4 separate regions of the Mus musculus genome follow, and all the other regions are linked to region 4. Evidence: chromatin contacts called from public Hi-C data. All regions are on one chromosome and are shown on one strand. The core of a region is the stretch at or near the end of the contact, and the rest is flanking DNA. Distances in the headings are between cores, read along the strand shown.

Region 1 (4,074 bases), core at 763-3,262, 340 kb before region 4:
TTCAAGGCCAGTCTGGTCTACAGAGTGAGTTCCAGGACAGCCAGGGCTACACAGAGAAAAAACCCTGTCTCAGAAAAAAAAAAAAAAAGAAAAAAAAATCAACCAGTTTTCTCTATGAACAATGCCTGGTTTTCAAGCTTTGTGCTTTGATACCAAATCATATTTTGAGTCACCAATGTTGTTATTCAAATGTGATTTTTCATACTTTACATTCCTGCTATCAACAATATTAATCCTAGAGACAGACACATTTCAGGCCACCTAGGAAGAAGAGCATATACCCTAGAAAGAGAAAAGTACCCTGGGACTTGAGGGGCTCTTTCTTCACAGATCTTTGTCAGCTGACTTCCACAGAAGTTCCACAGTGCACTCCACAAACTGGGCTTTGCCTGCTACATGTTTGGATAGCAGTGGCTGCTCAGGTTGCAATGCTCTCCCAAGACTCTCTGTCTCGGTTGTCTGTCATGATCAGTCTTTCCCGACTAATACTCTAGCTTCAGAGGGTCTGGACTTTGCTCTTTAATCCCTCTCTGCCCTTTCCCACCAGAGACACCACAGGAAGTCTTTGGTTTCTAAATGGTCTGTAAGTGTAGCATTTCAAACCCAGAACTCATTTTTTTCCCTACAGAGAGAATATTATAAGTATGTGTTGGGTCTCCAGGTCAACCCACAAAGGCTCATTCAACTCCTAATACAGGTAATGTATTTTCCCTTTGCTCTTTAATATATCCTAGAGCAATAGAATGTCTGAGCAAAAATGGAATTTAGAACTTCATGCTATATACTGGTTTGTCAGTGTATTCTGTTACAAATGCCCACAGTCCATCTCTTTAGATATTAAGTAGGGTCCTGCAGTTCAGCCTGGAAATCCAGTTATATTTTCAAACAATATAAATCATATTGTCATAAATATAGAAATGGCCTTGCCACAGACAACTTTATTTTGGCTACTTTTCTTTACATGTTCTGAGGCACACTGTAAAACCAGACTGTTTGTCTATCATGTCTGTATGTCTATATGCACAGACATGGCCAGCACTTACATGTACCTTAAGTTGTAGGATCATGGAGCACCCTAAAGGAAACAAACAAACAAACTCTCAGATATGACAACTCACAATGAAAGGACTGCCTCTTGGTGTTTGTTGAGCCAAATGTACCTCTGTGATGGGGCACCCTGATGCTTTCTCCCTCTTTCTGAGAGAATTCTTGCCAGAACATGCCCCCCTCATGTCATCAGCTCCTTGCTCATTGGTCCACAGAGATTATTCTGAGCCTGTCCTTCTTGGTATCTAAGCTTTGCTGTTTTTCTATGGCAGTTCTTATTAGCTTATTTGGTAGATTCCTTGCTACCACTTGGGTACCCTCACTGACTCCAAAAGCCACAGTGGTGGGCTTTTCTCTCTTTTTCTTTGTTTTACCATTCATACCTAGAACACTTTCTACCTGGCACGTAGGAGTGTTAGGGCTGAGAAAGCAGTGCCTCTCGTTATGGTGTTTTGGCATGATGAGGATTATAAACTACTGAAGGACACTAGGAGGCCTTAGACTTAGAGGGACAGTCTCTATGACTCTCTCCTGCTCTACTGTCTCCAAATCCTCTCGCCTAAATCAAGTCACAGGAATTGGGGTTGTTGTCCTCTAAAGCAAGTCATAACATCTGGAAAGGTAATTTTCTTTCTCCTCTTCCTTGCAGACTCTGATTACCCAAGAGGAAAGGGTGCTTCATGCTAGGCCAAGAAGGATCAGGACAGACCTTTTTTGCTGGCTGCCTACTTGATATCAGTCTACTGGTGTCAGATTATATTCTGTTCTCCAATCAGATTTACACACAACTGACTCCAATACCTGGAGGAAGCAAAGAAGAAGAAGAAAAGGAGGAGGAGAAGGAAGAGGAGCAGAGAAGAAGAGGGGGAAGGAAAAGGAGGGGGAGGGGAGCAGGAGGAGTAGGAGGAGAAAGAGGAAGTGGGGAAAGAGGAAGAGGAGGAGGAAGAAAAAACATTTTTTCCTGAGTCCTTGAGTTTCATTATCAAAGCTTCCACCCCCCATATTTTATTAAATAGACATTTGGTGCTTCCTTTCTTTAAGCCTGTTTGCTGTTGGTACAGAAGTGTCAGCCATGACCCTTTATGATGAAGAAAGTCTCACACCTGTCTACCCTGTGATCACAAATCTCCATTGTCCATTTGATGGGACTTAGAATCACATGATACTAAAAGTCTGCCTGTGCCTACGAGGGAGCTTCTGGACTAGGTTAATTGAAGTGGGAAGACCGGCTCTAACTGAGGGCACCATCCTCCCATGGGCCTGGCTCTGAATGAATATGACGGAGAACAGGACATGAGGACCAATGTCCAGCTGTCTGTGTTTCCTGGCTGAAGATGCAATGTCACCAGCTGCCTCTGGCCCCTGCCTCTCTTCTCTGCCTTGATGAACTATTTTAGAGGATTCCCGGACTTATTCTTTTAATAACACAAGTAAGCAAACTTAGACCAAATCTGCAATATGGTTCACTTATCCAAGTACAAAGGTCAGAATTCATACTAACATGTAAAAAGCAAGTCTTCGTTGGAGGACCTGAGGTGAGCATGCCCTGGGATTTATGAGGTGGGTATTCTGAGTCCTGTTTTGTGATGTAACGTATGAGATGAGAATAACTGTGGAACCAGGTGAATAACTGGACCTACTCCCAGCCTTAGCTTAGCTACATCATCCTGGCATTGGCACCTGCCATCTTAGAGACTATCCATCTCTCAGATGGCTGAGAAGAAGGCTCCTGGCATAGTCTGGCATCTACCATCCTCCCAAGCAGACACCATATTACTCTAGAAGTTTTTGTTATGCTTGCTTTGGAAGTAAATTTTACCCATTGTTTAGTTAGCAAAACCACTTCCTAAGTATAATTGTTCAAGTCTTACAGATGTGAAGGCTGTGCCTAAGAGAAAATGTGTAGCTATTGAGCTGTTCCCTGAGTTTATTTTTATTTTAATTAATACTGCTTCCAAAGGTGGAGGTCTGCAACATTACATAATTACGAATGACTATATGACTATATGACTATACAGGTTGCTTAAGGATATAATACAAAATAAAACCATGACTAAGAATCTATATTTATTAATAAGTCCCAGATCATGAAATTGCTTTTCCCTTCCTAAACCCAGATATTCAATGACAAGTTGCTACTTCCTAATTTTAGTACTTGACAGTAGATGGCACTGCTGATTGTCAAAAGATACAAACATTTCCCTGTATATACCAATCTCTTCTTTTTTAGCCATTAAAAAAACCATCAGAACAAAACACACACACACACACACACACAAATGGTATAAAAGTAAATATTTTTATTCCAATGAGAGGTTAAAATTAAGCACATAATTGAGCTGGACATTTATGTGAGTTATGCATAGTTTATTTGAGATGCTAGGAGAAACCATAGTATGATCAGCGGCTCTCAATCTGTGGGTTGCAATCTCCTTGGCAAACCTTTATCTCCAAAAAATGTACATTATGATTTATAACAGTAACAAAATTACAGTTATGAAATACCAACAAAAAATTTTTTTTGGTTGAGTGTCACCACAATCTGAGGAGCTATAGAAGAGGGTCACAACATTGGGAAGGTTGAGAAGTGGGTACAAGTTCTCATTATCAAGAGTAAAAGTAAAATTTCATTACCAACACAAGCAATTTATTTCTGTACCATAACTTTAGGAAAAAAATGGATATTATCACAACTGAATTTAGTTGTCAAGAACAAACCAGAAAATAAAACGAAAGCACTCACCCATGGGCTCTGGAGTCTTCCAGATGGCATACAAGGATGCAGTGTGTAAAATAAGAACAAAACAAATACGTGACCTGAACTTTGGGTAAGTCACTCAGTGTTTCATGACAGGGGTCTCTCATCTGTAGACAGAACTGCTTATCTCTTGACCAATTTACATGACAATTGCAAGGATCAATTAATTGTAACATTGTAGCTTAAAATATTATATGTCATTGGTGGAACAGATCCTGTATTGGTTACTTTTCTAGTCACTGTGACAAAATGTCTGACAGAAGCAACTT
Region 2 (4,394 bases), core at 961-3,460, 320 kb before region 4:
TATGTGCATGAATGCATATACACATGTATTGTATTAACTATAATAATGGCTTGTTCCAGGACAAGGCTAATGGGGACAGGAAGTAGATATAGGATCTTCTTGGTTGGCTGAATGAGGAAAAGTCAAACATCTCACCCTCATCTTACCCTGTTAATACTCTTTTTAAACAAATTAACTTGAAGAGACCTAAGGCGTTTTGACCATGTTTTATAAACAAAAAAAAATGTCCATGCTCATTTACAGGTGGAGAAAATGAAGAACTAGAAAGGAAAGCTTTAAAACAGGGAAACCAGAAGATTATTAGAGCAAAGTTCCAGGAGGCCCAAGAGCACAGAACAAGACAGATGGATGTTCCCACCTCTCCGATGGGAAAATAAGACTAAATGAAAGCTTAAGGAGAGAGACGAGAGCATTCCTGTCTGTGGCTGAGTTGACTCAGGAAAGGCAGGTGGAAACCTAGAGGAGCATGGGAAGGGGGATTGACCTAAAAGAACCAAGGTTAGAGAAGACAACAATCCACAAATAGTCTCCATCAATGTGATATCCTCCAGAGAATCCTTTTGCTCAAACATCTGAGTGCTTTCTGTCTTCATCTAGTGGAGTTTCACTAGTACAGAATGAAATAAGTCAGCTTCCTTTCTTGGTGTCTGCTCATGAGTTCATTCCTTTGCTTCATGTCTCATGTGCTTGAAAGGACAGTTAAAATGCAGAAACAATCTCCAGGGAGCCGGGGGAGGGGAGGCCATCGCAGCCTCATGGTTAACTGGACTGTCCAGCAAAAGCTTCTGCGCCACCCTTCTGGAGCTGCGTAGTCCCAGAACAAAGGGACTGTGCATGTAGCATCACACACGTGGGGCTCTGGCCTCAGCATACGTCTTCCTCCATGACTCTTAGTACTTAAGATCTCCTTCCACCTCCCTTGCATCAACTTATTTCACCTCCAGGGAGTTTCTATTTAACTAACAAAAGCAATGCCAACAATTACACCTAAACCATAGGAGTATGGGGATCCTTTAGGGGGTGGAAATGCAATCCTGAGTTTGAGTTTGCATAGACAGAGAGGAAGGTGGCATCTGGGGATGGGAAAGTGAAATGTGGAAATGTGGCACATGACCAGTGATGGAAGGCTTCCTTGGAGCAGACAGTGGGCACCTCAGTCTGACAAAAGACAGTAAGGTAGGTAGACTGGATCTGAGACATCGAGACTGGAAGACTATGCATCTGGACTTTATCCAGAAGTCCAGGAGAAACAGAGTCCTGAGCACCACTAGAGCATGTTGCCAACAAGAGTAAAGCCTTGCGGTGGTAGTAGGGTGAACAATGGGTCAGAGGCATGGGGATCCAAGACAGCGAGGAGGCCTTGCACTAGTCAGGCATGACGTGATGAGCACAGGGACTAGAGTTGTGGCAGGGGACCAAGGAAATCAGGAAGGATTCCATAGGAGTAAACTGATGGGTTAGGCAAGCTATGAGAGATGGATGAGTATTAAGCAAGATTGCTCTGTTGGAAATACTTCCAAAATGTACAATGTACTAGTTATCTCGAGATATTTATGAGTTCTCTTATGTCATTACCTAACTAACATATAATCCAGGAATCCATAACCACATTATCCATCACATTCCTTCTTCATGTATCTTCACAGATAGATTAACTTTAACCCTTTACAAACATTCTATAATCACTGTGTGCAATGAATTTTCAAAAACCAAAGTGAACAGGGTTCTAGCAGTCCTAGTTGCAGGTTCGGCCAAGAATTGCTAGAGAGTTTCAGAATGGGTTGCAAAAGAGCTACTCAGTTTGCCTGACTAGAAGATAGGCAAAACCACCTTTGTGGGGCAGCTCATGTCAAGTACATAACAGTTCAAATCACAGTGCCTCAACTAGGAACCAATTCAACTCATCCCTCTATTGTGGAAGATGGTTACATTCACTAGAAAAGAAATCATCCTGTTAGAGCAAAACAGCTACTCTGCACTAAATACTTTCGGGACATTGAGCCTTTCCCAATCTACCTTTGAGGTTCCATAGGTAAATTAAAGCATTGAATTTTCAAGTATAAATGAAATAGACCAAGATAGTATACATATATAAGGACAGATTGGGACATAGACAATGTAATTGGAATAGGGGAGAACCAGTTTGATCTGGTCTACAGAGGAACAGAAATTCGATTGCCTATGCTGGAAATTTTTCTTCCCTGAGCAGCATAGGATAATGATGTAATGGCAACATTGCATAATGATTCAGTGGTAACATGTTAGCATAATGTTGCTGTGGTAACATGTTAGCATAATGTTGCTGTGGTAACATGTTAGCATAATGTTGCTGTGGTAACATGTTAGCATAATGTTGCTGTGGTAACATGTTAGCATAATGTTGCTGTGGTAACATGTCAGCATAATGATGCTGTGGTAACATGCTAGCATAATGATGCTGTGGTAACATGTTAGCATAATGATGCTGTGGTAACATGTTAGCATAATGATGCTGTGGTAACATGTTAGCATAATGATGCTGTGGTAACATGCTAGCATGATGCTGTGGTAACGTGTTAGCATAATGATGCTGTGGTAACATGTTAGCATAATGATGCTGTGGTAACATGCTAGCATGATGCTGTGGTAACATGTTAGCATAATGTTGCTGTGGTAACATGCTAGCATGATGCTGTTGTAACATGTTAGCATAATGTTGCTGTGGTAACATGTTAGCATAATGATGCTGTGGTAACATGCTAGCATGATGGTAACATGTTAGCATAATGATGCATTGGTAACATGCTAGCATGATGCTGTGGTAACATGTTAGGATAAAGATGCAGTGGTAACATGCTAGGATAATGATGTAGCAGTAACATGTTAGGATAATGGTGCTGTGGTAACATGCTAGGATAATGATGCTTTAGTAACAACATGTTACTGCTGCTTTTGATCATAGTATGATTTGCCCACTGCATATGATCATCATCTCCTCACAGAACGAATTTCTATGGAAAAATATATCAGAGAGTTAAAAGCCTATGAGTAGCAATTAACAGTTACCCTACAACTATCCCTTAAGCCACTCCACATATCCTGGGTAAGAGAGGCGAGGCCCCAGCTCTGTGCTCCATGGCAGACCCTCTGCATCCACAGACAATTTCTTAACTGCCACCACATCCTCTTTCTATGCCCTTCTGCTGAAGGGTCATAAGCTTCATATTTGTATTTTGGTCTTTTATCAACTCAAAGCAAAATGTGCCATTCTAGTGTTGACTTGAGACCTCCTGGTAACATCTGATGCTCTACTTTAAAACGGTATCTACTTTCAAAGGGATGATCATTTACTGTGTAATAAGCTAGTGATAACAACAACCTGCCCTTGATTATTTAAAACTTACTTTATATTTATTACATGTATATGTAATATATATAGTATTTTGCTTGAATGTGTACATGTGCAACACATGGATGCCTGCTACCCATGCAGGCCAAAAGAATGCCTTGGATCCTCTGGAACTAGAGTTACAAATGATTGTGAACCACCATGTGGGAGCTGAGAATCAAAACCATGTCCCCTGAAAAAGCAGCAAGTGCTCACTACCACCCCAATGCCCTTGACTTAAAAAGCACTCTGGGAAGATCTTGGTTGGGATAATTTGTTGATTTGGTGAACATTTAGTGATACCCAAATACTGAGCGCTATACTAGGTGCTAAAATTCCGCACTGAAACTCTTATGTCTTCAGATACTTAGGCTCGATAGGGCAGAGTGTAAACCAGACACAAGTATCTGTGTACAGTTTGGTAGGAATCTTCTACCTTTGGAATTTGGTTTCCAGTTTGAGGGATAGGGTGAGGTCGTGGGGGAGTGTGTATTATTCACATGAGCACAGCTATGTTGAGGAAGCCAGTGCCTCAGTCCAGTAGGAATTGGTGCAGCGTTCTCCTGGTCCAAATGTTAATAGTGTACAGAAAGAAGCTTGCTTTTCTTGGACGTTTACATCCTGAAGCTTGCCCCATGGAAACTAACCAACTTCTCCTCTGCCCTCTGTAATAAACAGTCTGAGGTTCTAGATTGGTACACGGTAGGTGTTTTCCATCACGGGGAGCACAGACCACTCAATCCCAGCCTTTCTGTACATGTATGTGCTAGTGTGTCTGTCCTTTGAAGTTTCCAGACCAGACCATGCTGGGTGTGGCATCCGATCTCAATCGAAAGTGATCAAAAGCAACATCAGTTTTGCATTTGGCTACCAGTGACGATCTGCATTCTTATCAAATTTCATTTAATAGTAAAACAATGTTTATGCAATGAATAAGACCATAAAATTTGAATTCATGTCCCTGTGACTTGGAGCCCATACCTCCCTGGCATGTCTGATGGAGCTGTCTAATGGATGAGATTAGACC
Region 3 (4,456 bases), core at 1,287-3,786, 270 kb before region 4:
CCACCCCGTCCTGATCACACCCTTACCATCCACTACTCCTGCACTTCCTGCCACTGCGGTTTCATTGATATGGTTTCTCTTCCATCTGGCTTCTCCACTCAGCCACGATTATTTTAAGACTAACCCATGCTTCTCTACATAAAAATACACTGCATTTATCTTATTTTATTTTTGCTAACTATACAACATGTATGGATCCACCACATTTTGTCTTTCCATTCACTTGTTGGTAATCATTTGATCTGTTTTCCATTTTACTACACTTTGTAAGGAAGTTTTTTTTAAAATGGGTTGCATCTTTTAAAAAGATTTTAAAATGTATACACACACACACACACACACATATATATACACACACACACACATATATACACACACACACACACACACACACACACACACACACACACACATATATATATATATATGCCTGTCTGTATGAGTGCTATGTGTAACACATGTATGATGGTGCTAAAGGCGGCCAGAAGAGGGCACTGGATCCCTTAGAACTGGACTTATAGGCGGTTGTAAGTCACAAGATATGGGTGCTGGGACCTGAAAGTGGGTCCTCTGCTAGAGCAATTTCCTTCTTTCCCAAGCAAGGGAGTTTTAACAGATAGTTTGTCTCCTTTAGCCCGTAGACTGGCGGTTCTCATAGACCTGCCTAATGCTGTGACCCTTTAATGGGGTGACCCCAACCATAACATTAGTTTTGTTGTTACTTCATAAATACAATCTTGCTACTGTTATGATCATAATGTTAATATTTGTGTTTTCCAATGGTCTTAGGAAACCTCTTTGAAAGAATCTATCAATCACCAAAGGGGTCACCACTCATAAGTTAAGAACAATTGCCATAGAATACAATTCAGAACATCTGCTGTCTGGAAATGACCAGAAGTCAAGTTTGATATTCCCTTGTATGTGCACAGCCCAATCCTATCTCGGAGCAATTACAACCGTAGGGTTCCTTGGGCTGACTGAACTGCATCCACAACAGTCTGAGCCCAATGCTTGAGCTGAGGTAGTTTTCCAGTGAGCCTAGATATCAGGGCACCATCTTGCCTTTGTAGATTGATGTTTTAGAACTCAGGTGGCACCAGATGGTGGTGGTAGTGCATGTCTTTAATCCCAGCTCTCAGGAGGCAGAGGCAGGTGGATCTCTATGAGTTCTAGGCCAGCCTGGTTTACAGAGTGAGTTCCAGGACACCCAAGGCTACACAGAGAAACCCTGTGTCAAAAAAACAAACACAGAACTCATTTGTCTTATTTCCAGTGTGACATTTGGTGGAAATAATTCTCAGTAGAGCTACCCCCTGGACACTTCTCATTAAAGCTTTTTCTGATCTTCTCCAGACCCCAGCACGGGGCATGAGGCTTCCCTAGAGAGGTAGGGCTGGGAGAGTTGGCCACCTCACAGGAAAGAACAATGGAGAGAATGCCAGGGAAAGAAGGTGAACCAGGGGAGACAAGATCTGCTTTTGTAGTCACTGTCCCAGACCAGGATGGAGTAAGCCCTTTTTTGCAGCTCTTATAGGTGCTGATGGGACAGAGTACTTATAACAAAAGTTCCCACGGGGGCAATGCGCATCTGATATGCTCAGCTTAGAGACCTCTGTACTTATTGTGTAGTCTGACCCATGAATAGAGGCTTTCAATTTATTACATAGAGACTCTCGGAGTGAGCTAGCTCTGTATTAGTGTTGTATAGACACGAATGCTGACACTCAAACACCCACTCTTTGTCTTCAGTTACAGAACTATTCCTGCCCCACCTTGTGTCTCAGTGCTAATGGTCCTAATGGATCTTGGACTCAAGGTTGTATGCCAGCAAACTAGGGCTCATTCACATCCAGAAGTGGCTTGAAAGTCTGTCCGTTTACCACCAAACAGCAGGCTCAGAAGGGAATATCCCTGCAAATGACACTTCGGTAGCCTACGTTCAGCCAAACGGGAAAGAGAGTTCTGCTCCATGTGTAAGTAAAAGAAACACACATTCGTAACGGGTCAGAACACCTTGTCAGGAACATGCGTTGGAAGTGCACACGTAAGAAATAGCATGAAGAAGGATGAGTCTTGCCAGATCTGAGCAATTTATGTGAATCCTTTTATAGAGTCTTTCTAACCGAGAATTGGTCCTTTCTAAAGACGCCAGTTACCCACTCATAAGCTGTAAATAGTCAGACCTTTTGCACACGTGCGAATGCACATGCCCATGCAGAATGCAGAAAACGGAAAACACTGAGCTCAGGAATAAGGGCCCAACAGCAAACAGCCTCAGGCAAGTCTTCCCAACTTCAGTTTTCTCATATACAAAATAAAAACACTGATTGGCTCCCTTTCCAAGTTTGCTGGGAAGACTGGGTGTGGCTCTAGGTGTGAGGGGCTGGAGGAGCATCTTTGCTCTCTCCCCAAAAAGATGTTCTCCAGCTTCAATCAGAAAAGCTGCTCTCAAGGGAGCAAGAAGGCTGGAAACAAAAGCCAGTGAGCGCCTGGAGCTCTCTCAGAGGAAGGGAGCCACTAGCAGCACCTTCGCCTAGGCAGCTCAAGTGGCATGCAGATAAAGCTCTGTTTGCTCGTCTCTATGGAGATGGATATGAAGGGAAAGCCAGAGCGCCTGGAAATTTTCTTCCTAAGAATATTTATACAATACCCAGAATTAGGTCTGGTTTTGTCCTTGTGACTAGAGATCACTACAATACAGAGGCTATAAAGGCATACTGTGTATAAAGTGAGCATCTCTTTACTTGCTTTGGAAGGACATCTGCTCAAGTGAAGGCTTACTGTCCTGAGATATTTATATTAAACATCCACACTCCTGTACCATGCACAGGTACACAACACCACCGAAGCTCACTACAAAATGGTTGAGATCTTCTCTAGAGAAAAACTCAAATCTGAAACCTGAGGACATAGAAGCCTCCAGCTCTTATTATATTTCGAATGGTCTTTCCTTACCCTCTCCATGTGTGTGCAATGATATGCAGCTCCGTCTGCATTTGTGTGAATGACTTAGTGAACCACTCAGGTCTCAACTGAAGATAAAAACTGCTGAACTCGGCGGGAACTCAGAGTCCATTCACACTAACCTTTTCTTCAGTTGGAGGGCGTCTTTATTGTCCATGATAATTGCTTTCTGTGTTCTTTTCCAGCTTGGCTCACAATAAACTTCATCTGACAGTCCATCTGGAAGCAAGCCCAATCACCAATATGCAGGCGAATGCATGTAGGTGAATATTCCATTTCCATTTAGTAACGTACAGACCACTTCTCAACGTAGTCTCTGGCTAAGCATCCAATAGAGTACAGGGCTCTAATTGATTTTGTGTGTGTGTGTATGTGACCCAAGTTGGATTTTTCTCAATGAAAATGAAACATATTAAAGCCAATCGCAGGAAGCATGGAACATGTGAAGAAATGAGTCATATTCCAGGTGCTCCCAAGTCAACACTCGACATGTACTGATTCTTGGTTTGGGTGCTGGCCAAGATGCGTATTTGAGTTGAAACTGCCTGAAACAAGACATAGTTTTGGAACTTTTTGCTATGAAACACAATTTCTATTATTTACTCTTGCTTACAACTTCTAGTGAAAAGAAGTAAGAGCGTAGGTAGAGTAGAACCCAGCCCACATAGAACACCAATCCTGAGGTCAACAAACTTGAAGTGAGCAGAATGCTATGTGTTTCTTTGTGTTTCTTACTGTTGGGCACAGATGTTCGAGAGAAAGAGACGATGTTCCTACTCTTTAGTCAAGCTGCATATGGAATTATGATCCTATGACCAATAAGGCTTTTTCCCCCCCCCCAACTCAATGAAAGTTAGCAACTTGGGGAAAGATGCAGGCAATGTGTGTTCTAGTTAGGATTTTGCTTCTGGGATAAACACACAAGCAACCTGGGGGGAAGAAAACGATTTATGTCATCATGCAGGTTCCATTTCTTTTTGGTGGGAAGACATGGAACGCAAGACAAGAACTCTGTCTACTGGCTTTCTCGTGGCCTCATGGTTAGCTGCTTTCCTTAAGCAGTCCTTGCCCCCTACCCAGGGATGGTTACTTCCTACATGGGCTGGGCTTACAGTTATCAATTAGCAATGAAGAAAATCCCTATAGACACACCCACAGGCCAATCTCTTGGAGGTGAAGCTGAGGACCCTCTTCCTGGCTGAGTCTGCTTGACAACCAGGATTAGCCATCACAGGGCACCTCTGATGTGTCTGTTGGAAAATGCCAGAATGACCCCAAACTGTTGAAGTTCTGGATGTGTTGTCACTTCTGCGATAAACGGTTATGTTTCAGGGATAGGGTGTGGCCCAGTAGAGTTTCTACGTTTGTAGAAAGTGATGTGTTTCTTTTATCTTAAGAGAAAGAACATTTAGAGTTCATCCTCCCTCTCTTGAGCTCCCAGAAGGAAGCTGATCAACAGGCAGAGAGCAGAGGCCATGAATCAACATTG
Region 4 (4,281 bases), core at 1,662-4,161:
TATTCCAATGGAGGAGCAGTGGAGTCTCAAAGTAATTTTAATGTGTGTTTCTGGCTAAGCATGGCACACACCTTTGAAAATATTCATTGAACATTTATATTTCTTCTGAGAGCCATCTATGCAGTCCATTGGCCAATTGGATAGTTTTCCTTTGGGCCACTGTTCAATCGGTACTAAAATCTCTAAACTCAACTTTGATCATCATTTCACATCAGTGTAACAAAGGTTCACACATGGGCATGAGCTCAGGGACCACACTTTACATGGTGGTGCCCTTGACATCCAGCTGCTACGGCCACCACACATCCGAGGCACATCCGAGGCACATTTCTGCTTGTGCTCTACAGAATACCTGCTGTACCTTCATTCTCTTTTCTAGACATTTGCTTCTGAGGACCAAGCCCTGGTCCACACAGTTGTGTCCAAGTCATGTGCTAAGACTTTTTGGAAATGTAGATGGAAGTTTCTTTAAAGGGGAAGGGAGCACACAGCATACCCTTAGATGCCCATGGGTTTCCCAGCATGCTTTTCAAGAAGGCTTTGATGCAGCCTTCCAAACCAATGTAACCTGAATCCAGTGGTCAGCCACATGACTCCCCCACTCCCACTGCCATCTGCCTCCACAGAAAATGTCTGCTGCTTCCTGCTATACCCACCACCAATACCAACCTACTCAGTGGCCAGAAATGCCCTGTGCTCTAATCCTTATTACACTGAAAGTTTCCTGCCCAAAACCCCTTTACTCTTATGTCCCTGGTATCTGCTTCAACTTACTGCAATCTGTGTGGATTATAGTACAAACATTCTTATAAGTTATTTTGATTAAACAGTAAAATTTCATTTTAAGAGGAAATTATCAATTATTTTGCTATATCAATTATCATAAACGTGCACACATAGCTTTGTTTTGTTTTTAATCTACCCATACACTTAGCAAATTTGGTTTCAGAAAGCAAAGCTGGGGGTTGGGGGGTTGGATTTAGAGTAAGTTTTATGAGGAAGCCCTGTCTGCTCAAATGTCACTCTGCCACTTTATAGCAGCGGCTCTCACCCTGTGGGTCATGATCCCTTTGAGTTCACATGGGTCACATAACACTATCTGCATATCTGGAACTGTCATTATGATTCATAGGAGTAGCAAAATTGCAGTTGTGATGTAACAATGAAAATGATTTTATGGTGGGGTCACCACCACATGAAACAGTGTATTGAAGGGTCACAGCATCAGGAAGGTTGGAACCACTGCTGTCGAGCTTTGAGATTCTAGGTAGGATGACTGCATTATCTTCATTGCAAATGGAGACAGTTACAGATCTAGACCCTGCCAACCAAATGAGCCAAAGCAGATGCGTAGAATATAGAAGTACTCAGTATCTGTGGGCCATCAGTAGGGATTCTATGATCACTTGCATATAACAGATGTCTTTACCTTCTCTGTCCTATTTGTGTGTCAGCAACAAAGACCATGATTTCTTTGAATCTTTCGATTTTTCTGCTAACTCATAAATATGCTCATAGCTGTATTTAGCAGCTCCCCAGGCAAGACAGGCAAAGATAAGAACCCAAAAAGAGTGACAAGCTGTTGCTGTTCTCTGTGAATTTCTACATTAGCCTATGACAGTAATTAATAAGTGTTAGGGGACTGGAGAGATTATTCAGTGGTTACGAGTGTAAATTGCTCCCATAGAAGACCCAAGTTTACCTCCCAACACCTACGCCAGTTGCCCTACAACTGCCTGTAACTCCAATTCCAGGGAATCCCACCCCTTTGAACTCCACAGGAATTTGCATTGCCATACACACACACACACACACACACACACACACACACACACACACACACACACACACATACACACACACACACACACGACCAAATCAATCTGTAATCTTTAGTGTGCCATGAAGATAGAGGTACTATGTGGTGGAATTTTAAAACAATGGCAGCTATGAAATCGCCCGTGAAGAGACTGAAAACATAGTCTGTCTAGGTCCTAGACAGTTCTACTCACAGGTGATGCACTCAGACAAAATGCAGAGGCAACTGAACATTAGTTGGGCTGTATACGTATTCCATCATAACTTTAAGGGAAAATAATGTTCGGATCAGCCTCAGAACAGGTTGTCACCACATTAGCACCACTGGCTTTAGAAAAAGAACTATTGCATTGTTCCACCACATCTGCAAGAAATTGAATACAAACTGCAGCTGAATTTGTAGTTCAAGGTAGCAGTTACCAGCTGCACATTGTTTTGTCTTGTTTAAAATAGTGCTAACTTACATGCCAGCTACTGTAGACTCCAGATTCTATTCATTAGGGGTGAAAAAGCTAAGCCAGCAGCTTGTCCCCTGGCAGCCTATGCCAGTTTGCTTCCAAAACCCTGCTTTGAGTTTCCGCAGACCTGTTAAGGACTCCAAGGTAATGGCAAGGTTCTTCCAGGAAGTTGCTTTGGAAGGTGTGGTCCACTCCTGGTTTGCACAATAATTACCCGGGAAGCAAATTTATTCCAAATAGAATTTAGTTTTCTATCCCTTTCCTTGATCATACGAAATCAAAATCTCTGAGGATGAACCCAGGAATCAGCACTTTAGTCACGTGTATTCTTACGCAGGGCCCGTCGGCATCTGGAGCCTACTCTAAAAGGAATCGTTTCTCAGAACACCAATTCGGATTTTTCCTCATCTAGAAGCCGCCTGCGCCTTTCCTCATTTTCTCCCACTTGTATTATTCAAGGTTCAGTAAACTCTCATCTGCTTAATTGCTCAACAATTAAAACCCATGCTGCTGAGTTCCACTATCTGGTAAAGCCCAGATATAAACTATCTCGGCTCTTTATGAACACTGCCCTCCCGGGAGTCTGACTCTGCTTCGTTAAGAGAGAAACTGCTTCTCTCCTTAGAAAACACAAAGCTCCCAAGAGCCTGCGCAACGGGTAACTAGCGTTACCATGGTATCGTGCGCCTCCGTGGCTTCCCTTGATAACAGATTCAGTTGTAAATATCATTCTTGGCTAAGTTCCTCATTTGGGTGACTCTTTGTAATCGAGCCGGTGGAGAACCTATGAGAACATTCTTTGAGTACACTTGACATTGATACTGACACTGGTTTAAAACGATTCACCTCTCCAGACCATTCATCACCCCATGGCCCTGGCGTTTAAATATGCGTGACATGAACGATCAAGGGAATACCACCGATTTGTGACCCAACCTCAACCTGCCAAGGACCCAGTCACAAAGTACCGTGGACTCTAACATAATGCTTGCCAGACCCTTATGGTTTTGATGTCTTTAACTAGTTACATCTTTCCTTTTGAAAATTCTTTCCTTATCTTTTCCCTCACTAGCACTTCTTCATTCTCTTCCTGTCTTGCCCATTTCTGTGATCCTCTAAGAATAGTTTTCCCTGGGAACTCATGGCTGACCCTCTTGGGGTTCGTGGATACACTAAAACGTGTTCTTGTTCTTTTAGGTCACTGCTGAAAGTAATCCTTCTCCAAAAACTCAGCCACTCCAAAGCCCTTTCTGATCTTGACTCAACCAAATTTTCTTTTTTGTACTCACTGCTGCTGCTGAGTGATCTATCTTTATTTTATAGCCATAAACAGGTCAAAGGAGAACTAGTCACATTCTGGGATCTGGCACATTGAGTAACTTACTGTGTCTCAGGAAACCACCCGAGATATTTATAGGGACAGTGTTTGGACCAGTCTGTGTTTCCTAGTGAATTTGGTACCCATTAAATAATTTAGAATGCCACTTTTCTTAGGTTTAGTACTTAGCTTTCAAGAAAGAAAGTGTTCTGTGTCAATTAGTACTTTGCTAGGATATGGATAAGGTCTGTCTAAGACATTTCCAGATAGTGCCTGCTGACCTGTGTAACTATTCATTGCCAATCTATACAGTTTGGCCACTAGATAATCTAGTCACCCACTGTGATCTTTATGTCTTAGATAAAACAAGACTTACCTCCTCCCACCCTTTCCTCTTACCCTCCCTTGCCCCTTCTTCTCACATCTTCCTATTCATCTAACTCTTCCATTTGAAACAACAGAGGGGCTAAATAATGGCCACTTCCAAATCACCCTAGGCCTTGGACTCTTACTACTGGAGATTTGATATATCAACCAACCAAATATACATATTATATAAAATATTTATATATTATAAAAATGGTGACTCAAACCATAGCCAAACCCTCATAGGGAAATGCTAAGTTATCCTCTGCCTTATAACAATACATTAATGTGTACTTCTACAACTAATTAACTGAGACTTTT

Evidence for each region. Hi-C and Micro-C count contacts between places; a contact is called where the count stands out from the background.
Region 1: a contact with region 4 is called in a Hi-C map of bone marrow-derived macrophages, with 26 read pairs. The contact joins two enhancer-like sites. A contact is called at or near these places in 1 of 15 datasets of contacts at CTCF or cohesin (the NIH/3T3 cell line), 2 of 484 Hi-C or Micro-C datasets (bone marrow-derived macrophages and cortical neurons) and 1 of 115 datasets of contacts at active chromatin or transcription factors (bone marrow-derived macrophages).
Region 2: a Hi-C map of cortical neurons shows a contact between it and region 4, with 2.4 times the contacts expected there. The contact joins two enhancer-like sites. A contact is called at or near these places in 3 of 484 Hi-C or Micro-C datasets (bone marrow-derived macrophages and cortical neurons) and 1 of 115 datasets of contacts at active chromatin or transcription factors (bone marrow-derived macrophages).
Region 3: a Hi-C map of cerebral cortex shows a contact between it and region 4, with 1.5 times the contacts expected there. The contact joins two enhancer-like sites. A contact is called at or near these places in 3 of 484 Hi-C or Micro-C datasets (bone marrow-derived macrophages, cerebral cortex and cortical neurons) and 1 of 115 datasets of contacts at active chromatin or transcription factors (bone marrow-derived macrophages).

What each region holds. Positions count from the first base shown.
Region 1 is chr17:79,567,754-79,571,827 of GRCm38.p6, reverse strand. No RefSeq gene overlaps it. Among named protein-coding and RNA genes, the nearest start is that of Rmdn2, 45 kb to the left of the region's middle. Within about 2 kb of position 2,012, at least 1 of the 459 cell types and tissues checked has an H3K27ac peak or open chromatin away from gene starts, as enhancers often do. A contact at or near this core is called in bone marrow-derived macrophages, where this site is marked.
Region 2 is chr17:79,548,412-79,552,805 of GRCm38.p6, reverse strand. No RefSeq gene overlaps it. Among named protein-coding and RNA genes, the nearest start is that of Gm10494, 40 kb to the right of the region's middle. Within about 2 kb of position 2,210, at least 7 of the 459 cell types and tissues checked have an H3K27ac peak or open chromatin away from gene starts, as enhancers often do. A contact at or near this core is called in cortical neurons, where this site is marked.
Region 3 is chr17:79,495,906-79,500,361 of GRCm38.p6, reverse strand. No RefSeq gene overlaps it. Among named protein-coding and RNA genes, the nearest start is that of Gm10494, 12 kb to the left of the region's middle. Within about 2 kb of position 2,536, at least 12 of the 459 cell types and tissues checked have an H3K27ac peak or open chromatin away from gene starts, as enhancers often do. A contact at or near this core is called in cerebral cortex and cortical neurons, where this site is marked.
Region 4 is chr17:79,229,786-79,234,066 of GRCm38.p6, reverse strand. No RefSeq gene overlaps it. Among named protein-coding and RNA genes, the nearest start is that of Gm17315, 120 kb to the left of the region's middle. Within about 2 kb of position 2,911, at least 43 of the 459 cell types and tissues checked have an H3K27ac peak or open chromatin away from gene starts, as enhancers often do. A contact at or near this core is called in bone marrow-derived macrophages, cerebral cortex and cortical neurons, where this site is marked.